Regions from separate parts of the Aedes albopictus genome. Here region 1 is linked to region 2. Evidence: chromatin contacts called from public Hi-C data. All regions are on one chromosome and are shown on one strand. The core of a region is the stretch at or near the end of the contact, and the rest is flanking DNA. Distances in the headings are between cores, read along the strand shown.

Evidence for each region. A called contact is a pair of places that touch in the nucleus more often than the background predicts.
Region 1: a contact with region 2 is called in a Hi-C map of whole pupa, with 8 times the contacts expected there. The contact joins the promoter of LOC109427814 here to the promoter of LOC109421326 in region 2. A contact is called at or near these places in 2 of 3 Hi-C or Micro-C datasets (whole body and whole pupa).

What each region holds. Positions count from the first base shown.
Region 1 is chr2:42,238,183-42,244,600 of AalbF5, forward strand. LOC109427814 (testis-specific gene 10 protein) reads left to right here and starts at 5,113. Exons shown (of 6, transcript XM_029871198.2): 1 at 5,113-5,453; 2 at 5,511-6,127; 3 at 6,200-6,418. The coding sequence starts at 5,358.
Region 2 is chr2:41,946,321-41,952,823 of AalbF5, forward strand. It overlaps LOC109421326 (fatty acid synthase), which reads left to right and starts at 4,201. Exons shown (of 6, transcript XM_019695833.3): 1 at 4,201-4,741; 2 at 4,798-6,503. The coding sequence starts at 4,305. The region is part of intron 3 of LOC109427815 (eEF1A lysine and N-terminal methyltransferase homolog); the gene reads right to left.

The DNA of each region.
Region 1 (6,418 bases), core at 3,863-6,362, 290 kb after region 2:
TAAGCACTGAATATCAAAACTAGAAAGAATAGCCTATTATTAAAAGAAGGAAATATTTCTGATGATCATATTGGGAATAATAATGTCGAAGACTTCTTCTGAATCCTTTTGATCACGATTCGGCCAAACGGCATTCGGCCAAATGGCGTTCGGCCAAACGGCATTCGGCCAAACGGCGTTCGGCCAAATGGCCGGACACCCATTTCAACTGGCGCTGTTTATAATCAACGTAAGGTATTTGTTCTGGTTTGTTTTGTGTATTATTTTTGTTTTTTTTTGTAAGAAAAGAGGATGATAACAGTAAGAAAGAAATCAATCGATGGCCATTCTCACCCCCTCCTCCCTTTTGTCCGCACAATTCTTTCAATATTTAAGGGACCGTAATACTGACCTTCTTTCCTTCAGATGGTTGATTTATTAACAACTTTGAATCCTTTTTTAACAAATATAAAAAAAATGTATAAATGTATTGACATAGAATACCAAAATAACTTTTTATCGTTTTTAAATAGCGTTTAGCCCAATAAGATTTCTAGTCGAAATGTCTTACTTCTCTGTCCTTTACATTAGAAGTAGGATTCAGGCCCTAGATAACGTCTTAAAAGACATTTGCCTCACACTAGAATGTCCAAACATCATGATGGATATCACTTTATCAACTCTTGAGAATGATTAAATGTTATTAGACTCGAGAGACATAAAACACTGGAAAAACGATTGATATCTTGTAACAAATATGTTTAAACCCATTCCACATATTTTGTTGGGATCTGCTCTGTCTCATACTTGGGTATTTATTTTGTGTTTATCCATATAAGCGTGAAAACGAACATGAATGAAGTTCGTTTTCACACTTATATGGATAAACTTTCAAGGTTCTATCTTTTTTCTACAAATTCTATTATAATCCCTGAAATTCTATTTAAATTTCATAATCTTTTTTATCGTGTGTTAGGTACATTTATATCCTATTATTTCTTTTCTTGTAATTTTGTCTGCGTTTCATTCTTAGTTGAAGCAAACATAGATGTTCAGAATTTATTGAAATACTCACGCAATAGTCCTTACTTATCCATATTACAACACTAATATGTTCACATTTTCATCAAAAAATCTAGACTAGCATTTGAAAATGGCGTAACAACCATTACAAATTTCTGCAACCTCTGATCAGTAACAGGTAGAGCAGACTCCCTTGTATCTGATAACGATATGTTTTCATAAATAAATTGAAATACGCCTAGGAGGGACGGAAGGAGCTAAGGCGTACAATGATTGTTCCGCCCTTTTCACATGTTGGTAGAAATCAGTCAAAACTATGTTTGACACTACTGGTACTCAATACAAAACGATTCATCGTGAAAATACTTTATCAAAATCGTTAAAAAAATGTCTGACCACATAAATATTTCGATTTTTTCATTGAATATATGGCTTTACGCCCTTTAAGAGGGCCTAACTAAAAAATGGGCCCTACGATTTTTTTCAAATTTTGCCCAGACATGCAGGATTGTCATAGAAAACGAATGGTGGGCACCGAATGGATGGAGATTTTTATTTTATAATAACGGTCTGGGGAGCAGACGTCTATCTTTGCTTTCTGCCTTGTGTAAAACTTTGTAACGGTCATATCAGAGTATGTGGTTATGCTCCCGTTGCGTGGCGCTAGCGTGCCATCACTTACATGAGCCTCTGCACGAATCTGGCGTACTGCTCACTCCCACAGAAAATTTTAAAACAGTTCGCACAGTAAAAGTCAAATGTGACTTTTACCACAGAGAACAGACGTCTATCTTCGCTTTCTGCTTTGTGTAGAACTTTGTAACGGTCATATCAGAGTAAGTGGTTATGCTCCCGTTGCGCGGCGCTAGCGTCCCATCACTTACATTGTGGTGTTGTCATATTTGTTTCCAGTGCTCGCCGTTTTTGGCCGTTTGGCGCTCGTGTCGCTTTGTGGGCTAGTGTGTTTTAACGATGAACACTGCCATCGTTGGGTCAAATCGACTTTATATGTGGGGCAGTCTCCATTGGTGGCGTTGAGGGAGGTATACGGAGAAATTAAACTACCTAATTTTTGGGTCGATTTTACTCAAAGCTGAGTATATCGAATAAACTAGTTACCCAAAATTAGGTTGTTTTCCCTCTTTCCCTCACCGATGTTGTCAAAAACAAACAGAGATGCATCTCTTATTGGGTCCTTGAGCCCAATAAGCCAATTTTGGGTAAATGCAGGTTTACTCAAATTTGGGTTGAATGAGGGGGGAACTATGGGATTGCGTCAAAAGAACTCAATTTTGGGTAGTTTGGCGGTTCCATGTACACTTAAATCCTTTACACACGATTTCGACGTATTTTTGTTCGAGCTTAAACGTCTGTTCTCTGTGCTTTTACTGTGCGCGGTGTTTTCAAATTTTCAGTGGGAGTGAGCAGGACAGGGCAAATTCGTACAGAGGCTCATTGTTGTGTTGTCATTTTTGTTTCTAGTGCTCGCCGTTTTTGTCCGTTTGGCGCTCGTATCGCTTTGTGGGCTAGTGTATTTCAACGATGAACCACAGACAAACAGACGTATCACTTGGAACACATTGCGATAAAAATCATCGTTACGAAATCATAATCGCTAACCACGCTGTGTTACGCAAACCACTCAGTAGGTGGCAGTAGTGAGCAAACGTCAAACAGAAGCGAAAACGATGCGAGCGCCGTGACCGAGAGATTTGCGAACTACAAAATATTTGAACTGACCGTTAAAAGGGTAACGATCGAAAGTGAGTAGAGTGAGACGTCTGTTTGTCTGTGGATGAACACTGCCATCGTGGAGTCAAATTGTTGGTCATACCGACTTTAAATGTGGGGCAGTCTCCGTTGGTGGCGTTGAGGTACACTTAAATCCTTTACACACGATTTCGACGTATTTTTGTTCGAGCTTAAACGTCTGTTCTCTGTGCTATATCTAATTTAATAATCTAAGGGTCTGTTCCAATTGGCGAATAAAAATTAATTTTTACTTAAATTTGACAGTTTGACACTTCAAATTGACAGTTCTCCTAAGGCAATAATTATCGAACTGTCAAGTTTAAGTGACAATTCTAGATTGAGTTTAAATAAGGGCGAAAGTGGCGAAAGTAACATGAGAGAATTCTCGTCATCGACTCTCTCTTCTGCAAATTAAAGTGTCAAGATGCAAGTTCAATCGACCTTTTTTACACTTATGCTAGATTACATCGCAACCTAGCGATTTATGACCAAAAAGTTCAACCATACTTGCATCTTGTCACTTTAATTTGAAGAAGAGAGAGTCGATGAAGAGAACTCTCTCATGTTATTTTCGCCCTTATTTAAACTCAATCTAGAATTAATTTTAAATCTCCAATTGAAACAGACCTTAAATTCAATATAATCAGGGCCGGATTTACAAATGTGGGGGCCCGGGGCCACAGTGTTGTGGGGGCCCTCTTTTTAGAGGATATTTCTTTTTCATTGTAGAAAAATCAAAAAAATATGGAAAATTCTTCCAAAAATTAGGGTTGTTATTGAAGTTTAATAAGCGTAACTAGGAAAAAGGCATCTACTATAAACTAAGCATAACAGAGATCCAGATTTGAAAATCTAGTCTGAGGACGAATGTAAAAGAAATTGTATCAAATAAATAACGCTTTATCCGAGAATGTTCATAGTATTAGATTCCATTCATCAAGTTGAAATTCATGAGAAAGTCCTTTAAGAAATTTAAAAATAGATTTTATAGGAGACATTTTTGATAAATTTCAGATAAAATTTAAAGCGCTATTTTTGGGGCCATTATTGCAAAACCTCCAAATAGAATTTCTTGCGGAATCATTAATAATATCTATAGAGTTGGTGACCGATTACCAGGTTTCTTTTTTTTTGTAGAACTTAATCATAAACATTCCTGACGCGACTTCGAGAGGAGTTTCTGGTGAACGCGCAAAATAATTGTTAAGAACTCCTTGTGGCACTTCAAGAGGCAAAAAAACCATAGTGGTATTTTTAGCGGAAATTCTACTAAAAGCTGCTAAAGAAATTTCATCGGCAATCCATAATGAGTTCCTGATGGAATTTCTGTTTTACTTTGAAGTATAAGTTATAAGTTTATAAGTAAAATTTCATAATAATCTTTGGCGGACGAGTTTTTAGCCAAATTAAACAAAAATTGTTTGGAAAACTTTAAATATTTCAGGATCTTTCAATAATTTCTCCACAAACATCTACTGCTATTTTTATAAGGAACCTATGGATTTGTTAAGAGTTACACATTCAAGCCAGGAAGAAAAATTCGTCATGGATTTAATCATATTGAAGAAAATCTGATCAGATCTCCACCTAAATCCGACCAAAAAATTCTTGCTTGTTCCTTCAAAGAAATATTTCAACAATTCCGGGGTTCGATTTGAATAATTTATAAGTTTGGTAAGCGAAATCAAACTCTACAATTCTAAAAACTGTTCTTTATTCTGATAGAAACACTTGCAAATCTTCAAAGAACTATGTAGATTTTTTTTTTTAAATAATATCAATAATTTTAGACAGTAATAAACACGAATTTTCAGCAGAAACTTTTTGATTCTCTATTCCATAGCATTTAAGATTTCGTCCAGAATTCAGGTGAAGATTTTCTCATGTATTTTAGGTCAAATAACTTGTGCAATTCACAAGAGTGATCAATTCAAACCTTAAAAATCTTAACAACTTTCTGGAAAAGTTTGAAATTTTATGAAAAGGCAGATATCTGCTTCTTTCTGATTTGAAGCACAATATTTCAAACACATCTTGAGAATAATAGTATTTGGGATAAAAATTAAATCAAGATGTTTCTAGCACTACTTTTTTTTCGGTTCCTATTTGAAGTAACATTTTGTGGGGGCCCCTTAAATGTGGTGCCCCGGGGCCATGGCCCCCCTGGCCCCCCCTTAAATCCGACTCTGAATATAATGAATATTAAAAAAAATTGCCAGCTCTCGGCGTATGATTTCTTCAAGTGCAGAAGTGTTCGCAGGGCTGGACTGCAGCTCGGTTGCGCTTCATAACGTAACGTCTGTAACGCCTATCTATGTAACGCTCGATTGACAGTTCTCGTTTTGAATTTTGTTTACCGCGTCTTGCGCCGCGCCGGGCTAGTTATAACGACTGTCAAAACGCGACTGAATTTATTCGTTTTCTGTGTTTAGTTTTACTAGCTATTTTATGAAATTTTTACTGCATTATTGCTCTTTTTACACTGTATTTCATTGCTCCCGTAATACATCTGTGCATGCAAGCCGTGGCCAACATTATTTTTCTAGTATATCTGTGATTTGTGCGTGTTTCTAGTGCGTGATTAGTGACTAGCTCTTGTCGGAATGTCGTCCCACATAAGCGATTTCAACAGCCACATCCAATCGTATTTCGTGAGCAGCACCTACGGAAATGAAACCCAAATCATCAACAGTCTTAACGTAAGTAATAAACCATACTCCAGATGGGGCGAAAGTAATCAATCACCTTTCTTCCAGCACCTGGCGGTGGTCACCGACCAGCGAACGTTCGACCTGTCCGTCTACGGGAACAACATTTTCTTCGTCAACCTGCACCGGTTGATGAGCACCGGATCGAAGAAGATGTCCCTGCTGTGGGCGGCAGTGTCCGTGCTGGAAACGGCGTCAAAATGCGAGGAAATCCGACAAGCGTTGATCCGCAATTTCCACTATCTGCCGACGTTGGCCAATCTGCTGAAGGAAATTCACAGCACCGAACAGCAGCAGCGACTGCTGGCGCTGATCGAGAAGCTGACCCATGGAGCGCAGCTGGAAAGCTACGAACCTTATGTCGAGTCGCTGATTCTCAAACTGTTGTCGGTGATGGAGCAGGGCAGTGGCCAGAAGGATAAAACCGAACTGGTGACGTTGGCGCTTTCGATTCTGGTGAACCTGTGCTACGGGAATCTGCCCATGACGTACGTGCTGACGAAGAATATCAGCGTGTCCGGCTTCTGTAAGCAGATCAAACATCTCGGATTGGTAACGTGCAAGATGTACATCATTCTGGAGCGAAACGACTACATGAAGGAGATGGATCTGCACTATTTGCTGAAGATGAGCTTCCAGGAGGTGAAGAATATTTTGTCTACAAAGTGAGTAAACTGGATTGGTTTGGAAACTACATGATTTCATCCTCTTTTTTAATTCTTTTTCCCATCTTCCAGAAATAGCTTCATTCTGCGCCACGTGGTAGACTACCTGCACTACATCCGGCAGCTGAAGAAAGATAGCTGCAGCAAGGAGGATCAACGCAACGCCATTTCTCTGGAAGACAACTTCTTCCGAGACAATCTGAAGGACTTTTTGGACGACATAGAACGCTACACGGCGGCACAACACGCCGAGAAAGGACCCGGGAACACGAGGAAACGACGGAAAGTTTC
Region 2 (6,503 bases), core at 2,951-5,450:
ATCCAGATTTTTTTCTTGTGGGAATTGCAGAACCTAAAAAGAAACATCATGAAATCGTCAAGTGGATCTTCCTGGGATAAAATTTCTCACTGTCAACTGCTGGTAAGTAACTTATTTCTTTTTTTAATCTCAGTCGATCAGATATTGTACGTATCTTGTCGTGAATGTGAAAAAAAAACAAGCGAATAGTAACGAATTCACCTCGGGCGAAAGTTTAAAGCACCCTCAAGTCAATTGGTACGGAATATAGAGATTCGAAATGCTCTAACTGGAATTTTAATATATATTGTCATTCCAATCGCGCAAGATACGTCTTACAAAAATATGATATGTAATCTACCGTGTCCATTGGATCTTATGAAAGTTCAACAAACACTAAAGTTAGGATGTTCTAAGTCCTCCACCGTAAGTCTTAAATGGTTGGTACGTCTTGAGACGACCTTTAAGCGGTATGGGCGCCCCATATGTGAATATGCAAATAGGCATTGCAGCTTCGAGGAATCAAAATGACTGTTTAAGATTTGTTTCTAGTTTCGTAAACCATATAAGTATGAGCAATTCCTCCAGGATTTTTTTTCCATAGCTTGCTGCAGTGATTCCATCTTGAATACCTCCAGAGATTCCTTTAAGAATTCATGTAGGGATTCCAATAGACATTCGGGAGTTTAACCTGTGATATATTTAAAGGTTCCTCCAGTGATGATTTAAGAGCTGTTTTCGACGTTTCTTTTAGGAATTTCTCCAGAGATCCTTTAAGGTATTTCTGCAGGTATTCCTTCAGAGATTTATTCAAGGATTCCTACATATATATATATATATACCTCCCAGTATTCCGCTGAAGATTGCTTCAATCATTTCATTTGGAATTATTCGAAGTATTTCTGCAGGAATATCTTCAAGAAATTCTTTCAGACAATTTTATTAGAGATTATTCAAAAATTAATCCAGGAACATCTTAATAAATTCATTAGGAGTCCATCTAAGTATTCCTTCAATAATTCGTCTTACTGAAGACATGGATTGCTTCAAATTTTTACCTTGGGATTCCTACAGAAATTCTTCCAGGAATTCGCTAAGAAAGTTCTCGTGAGTTTCCTTAAGGAATTCCTCATGGGACTGCTTCCGGGATTCATCATGGGGATTCTTCAAAAAATTATCCAAAATTGCTCCAGGGATTCACCTGGGAATTCCTTGTGGGATTCTTTCGGGAACAACTTCCAGGATTTTTTTGAAACTGCCTCCGAGAGCTCTTCTTGGGATTCCTTCAGGAATCCCTCCTGGAATTTCAGCGATTTCTTCAGTACTTCATTCTGGGATTTCTCCAGAAACTCCTCCTAGTATTCCCTCAGAAATTGATCCTTGGATTTCTTCAGGAATTATTCCTGGGATTCCTCCAGAAATTCCTCCAGGATTCCTCTAGGAATTCCTGCAAAGATTCCTTTAAAAGTTCTTACTTAGGATTCGTTCGTGAACTCCTTTAGCAATTTCTCTAAAGATTCCTCTAGGAATTCCTCCAGAGATTCCTACAGGAATTCTTCCTGAAAGTTTCACCATACTATACATTGCATGGTGAATCTCTGGAGGATTTCCTACTGGTACACTTTTAGGAGAAATTCCTGGAGGAATCTTGTGTGTTCAGTTTGTGCTGAAGGAATTAATTTTTGACAAGTTTTAGTGTAGTTAGGATTTTTAAAGTTCGAAAAGAGTCTAAAAACACTAAATTGATTTGATGCACCTCATAATTTCAATGGATTTGGCTAATATTTTGACCAGTTACTTCTATTAGGATGCCAATCAAAATATGGGGGTGAACATTTTTGAAAAAATGGAGAGGTCCAAGCAGGGATTCCTCAAGAAATTTCTCTAGAGAATCCTCCAGGAACTCCTTCAAGCATGTCTCCAAGAATTTCTCCAGGGGTTCCCCAAGGCACTCCTTCAGGAATTATTCTAAGCCTCCAGGAATTCCTCAAGGAATACCTCCGCAATACCTACGGCAATTTCTCCAAAAAAATTTCTCCAAAAAAATTTCAGAAATTTCCCCAGGAATTCCTCCCGGAGTTTATCCACGAATTATTCTAAGAATTTTTTAGGCGATTCCTGCATGAATTATTTAAGGAATCTCAGAATTCTGAGATTCTTCTAGGAATTCCTTAAAAGATTTCTTGAGCAATCCTTCAGGGATTCCCTTAGAAATTCCCCCAGGAACTCCTCCCGGATTTTTTTCAGGAATTTTTCCAGGTATTCTTCCAGGCATTCCTCAAGGATTTCATCCTGGCATTTTTCAAGGGACTTTTCCGGGAATTTAATCAAGATTTTCTCCAGGGATTACCCCAGGTATTTCTTCAGGAATTCCTCTAAGAGTTCCTCCACGAATTGATCCAGGAGTTCCTTCAGGATTTCTTTCGGAAATTCCTACAGCAGTTCGTCTAGGAATTTCCCCAGGAAATCCTCCATGGATTCCTTCAGAAATTCTTTCTGGAATTTATTCAGGAATTCTTGCAGGAGTTTTTCCAGGGATTCCTCCGGAATTTCCTCCAGGATTTCCTCCAGGAATTGCCCTGGGAACTCCTCCAGGAATTTCTTCAGAAATTTCTCCAGGGATTCCTCTTAGGATTCTTCCAGACATTCCTCCAGAAATTTCTTCAACGATTTCTCCAGAAATTCCTCCAAGAATTCCTCCAGAAACAGTTCTCGGGGGAATTCCTCAAGGAATTTCTTCTGAAATTTCTCCAGGGATTCCTCACAGAATTCTTTCAGAGTTTCCTCCAGGGATTTTTTCAAGAATTCCTCTATGGATTTCTCCAGGAGTTCCACTTGAAATTCCACCAGGAATTTGTCTAGAAGATCCTCCAGGCATTTCTCCTCAGGTTCTTCCAGTAATTGCTTCAGGGATTCCTCCAGCGATTTTTCCAAAAAGTCCTCCAGGAGTTCTTCCAAGAATTTCTTCAGAAATTTCTCTAAGGATTCCTCCAGGAATTCCTCAAAATGTTTCTTCTCCAGAGATTCCTCTCAGATTTCCTCTAGGGAATCCTCTAGGAGTTCATCCAGGGATTCCTTCGAGATTTCTTCCAAAATATGCGCTAGGCAATCCTACAAGAATTTCTCCAGGGAGTCCCCCAGGAAATTCTCCTGGAATACCTCCAGGAATTTCTTTAGGATTTCCTTCACGCATTTATCCAGGAATTCCTTCAGAGACGGTTCGATGAACAATCTCAATTTTTGATATTCAATTTATTTAGACTAATACTCCATTATACTCCATGCTGCAAACAGATCCTTTTTTGGTTTTGCCACATTTTATAATATCGAATCGATGTGAAAACATCGATTCAAAGTATTCGATTAAATCGGTGAATCGATTCTGCTGGCCCGATTCGAATCGATTCACAAAATGTCGATGTATCAGCCAAACTTGCCCAATGCAGTTCAGCGCAATTTCATTCAATTGAGTGAGATTTTTTCAACCCTGTATTGCTTTTTGCATTGAAAATTTTCCTTGCTTCGCTAAATAAGATGACGTTTTCTTCCAGCGAAAGCTTACGCGATACAGCAAATCGCCAAATTTCACACTAACACAGCAAGAAATCTGTCAACAATAACTTAATACACATGCATTATCAGCTAGTTCATCTCGGGACCCACGCTCTTACTTCCCTTCCGAAGGAAGAACTCACATTTTGCGAGTTTGTCGGGAGTGGTATTCGATTCCAGGTCCTCGGCGTGATAGTCAAGTGTTCTAACCATCACACCAGGTCCGCTCCTCACAAATTATGCTGGTTTCCTGCGAAACCACGCGCCTGCTCCCAGATGTCCGTCAATAACTTCCATTTGTCGGGCGGGGCGTGTGCCAACAAAAGCTTTCCTCTTCAGGGCCGTCAGTCTTCGGCTTGTAATTTAAATTGCTGAATGCGTTAAACGGCGTAGTATTTGAAATGCACATTCATTAAGCAGTCGTCTGGACGTTTTGCGTAGCGCATTAGGCTCAATTTATTGTTAGTTTGATTTTTCGGCAATTTGTTGATTCATGACCTACGGCTTGTTTAGAATTGTTTAGACGACCATTGGATTAATTAGCTTCTGTAGAATGTTTTGAACTTCATAGGTCGGTTAAATTGAAGAACGCCGTCTGCTACATAGCATGTCGTTGAACTGCCTTTCGACTGCAGTGAAATTTGCATCTTATTTTCGATTGCCAAAAAATTGGACGGCCTGCGATATAAAACCATTCAGTCATGCAAATTCTTCGTCAGTTTTCGATCGATTGTTAACTGCAGTTGGAATACCGTTGTACTCTGTGTATCGCGATGTCGTCTGCCGGTGGTTTGGGTTCGGTTAAGCTAGATGAGTGCGTAGTGCTTTCCGGTATATCCGGACGGTTTCCGCAATCGGACAACATACGTCAGTTTGCTGAGAATCTGTACGATAAGCGTGATCTGGTGGATGATAAGGAAACACGTTGGCCGCACACTGTGCCGGAGATTCCGCGCCGTTCCGGTAAGATCAACAACTTGGACAAGTTCGATCGGGAGTTCTTTGGCATCAGTCGGAATCAGTGCAATGCTATGGACCCGCAGCTGCGGCTTTTGCTGGAACATGCCTACGAAGCGATCCTAGATTCGGGGACCAACCCGGAAATGGTTCGGGGATCGCGAACGGGTGTGTTCGTTGGAGTCTGCTTCTCGGAAACTGAGGCTAGGCTGTTTTTCCAATCTTGTCCACCGAAGGGCTATGCTATGCTAGGGTAAGCTGAGGGCTATTTTGCTTGTGTCTGGTATAGATTGACTTCTTTTTCGATAGATGTGCCAAGTCCCAGGTGGCCAACAGGATTTCCTATACGCTTGATCTTCGCGGACCTTCCTTAGTGATGGACACTGCCTGCAGCAGCAGTATGTACGCTTTGGATGTAGCTCGCAGGAAGATATTGAGTGGAGAATGCGATGCAGCCCTTGTATTGGGGACTAACCTTTGCTTGCATCCCTACATTTCGTATCAGTTCGCATTGCTAGGCGTTTTGTCCAAGGATGGAGTGTGTCGACCATTCGACGAAAAAGCCAACGGGTATACTCGATCTGAAGTTTTGTGTGCTGCTTTTCTACAAAAGGCTAAAGACGCCAACAGAATTTATGCGCATATTCTACACACTAAAACCAATTGCGACGGGTTCAAATCTGAAGGGATAACATATCCTTCAGGTGTGATGCAAACGCAGCTGATGAGTGAATTCTACGATGAGATATCAATCGATCCCAGGGACATTGCGTTCATCGAAGCTCATAGTACTGGAACCGTAGTAGGAGATCCGGAAGAGTGTGACGCAATCGACAAGATATTCTGCACCGATCGTGACCGACCTCTACCTATTGGGTCCGTAAAGTCCAACATTGGGCATTCGGAAGCTTCGGCGGCGTTGTCATCGCTTTCGAAGTGTGTCATTGCAATGGAAAATGACTTGATTCCTCCGAATATCAACTTCACCAAAACACGTCCAGACGTGCCAGCCTTAACCGCAGGTCGTCTACAAGTGGTGGACCAAGCCAAACCTCTAGAAGGTCCTCTCATCGCGATCAACTCTTTCGGCTTCGGTGGAGCCAACGCACACATGCTAATTCAGCGTAATACAAAGGATAAAATCGGATACGGAGTTCCGGACGATGATCTTCCACGTCTGATCACATGGTCTAGTAGAACCAAAGAAGCAATAGAATACATGTTTGAGGACATAGCAACTCGTCCACTTGACGCTGATTTCGTTGCGCTGTTGCACAATGTGCAACGTACTCGGACTCCTGGGCATCGATATAGAGGTTTTGCCATTTTTGACAAACGAGCATCGCAGCCCACGACTATCGACCTGTTCGATATGAAACGCGTTAAACTCGACAATTCACCACTCGTGGCGATCTTTCCAGGTATTTCGTTGAAGTGGCGTGAAGATTTGGACGTGTTGCGACAGTTTCCTTGTGTCCAAAAAACGGTGACTGATTGTTGTGCCGTATTGACTACGTTTGGGTATGATCTGTTCCACAAACCAACGCGAAGAACTGATCTTCGACAGCTTTTAATTGGATCAACTGTACTGCAGCTGGCATACGCCGATATTCTTAACGTCACCGGAGTCCAACTAAACGCATACGGCGGTCACTCGGTCGGGCAGTTCACCTGCGCCTATCTAGATGGCTGCCTAACTTTGGATCAGATAGTCCAAATCGCATACTATCATGGATCTGTGCTAGCTGAGTACAAAACCGAGATGAACTTCAACGCATTTCTGGAACTGGGATCGAAACGTCCAGCGCCGCCACTTTCCTTCGATGGATTCATACAGGATACATTCCTGTCGCGGTTCGGAGTTGTCGGAGGTCCACTGAATCCAACTTGTGCCGTCGTCGATCAGCTGAAGTCACGAGGCTACGTTGCAGAACATCTGCCATTTGTCAGCATGCTCTACGCGAAGGACTCCGCGGCTGAGTTGACGGAAAAGTTGAACACCCTTGTGTCGCACA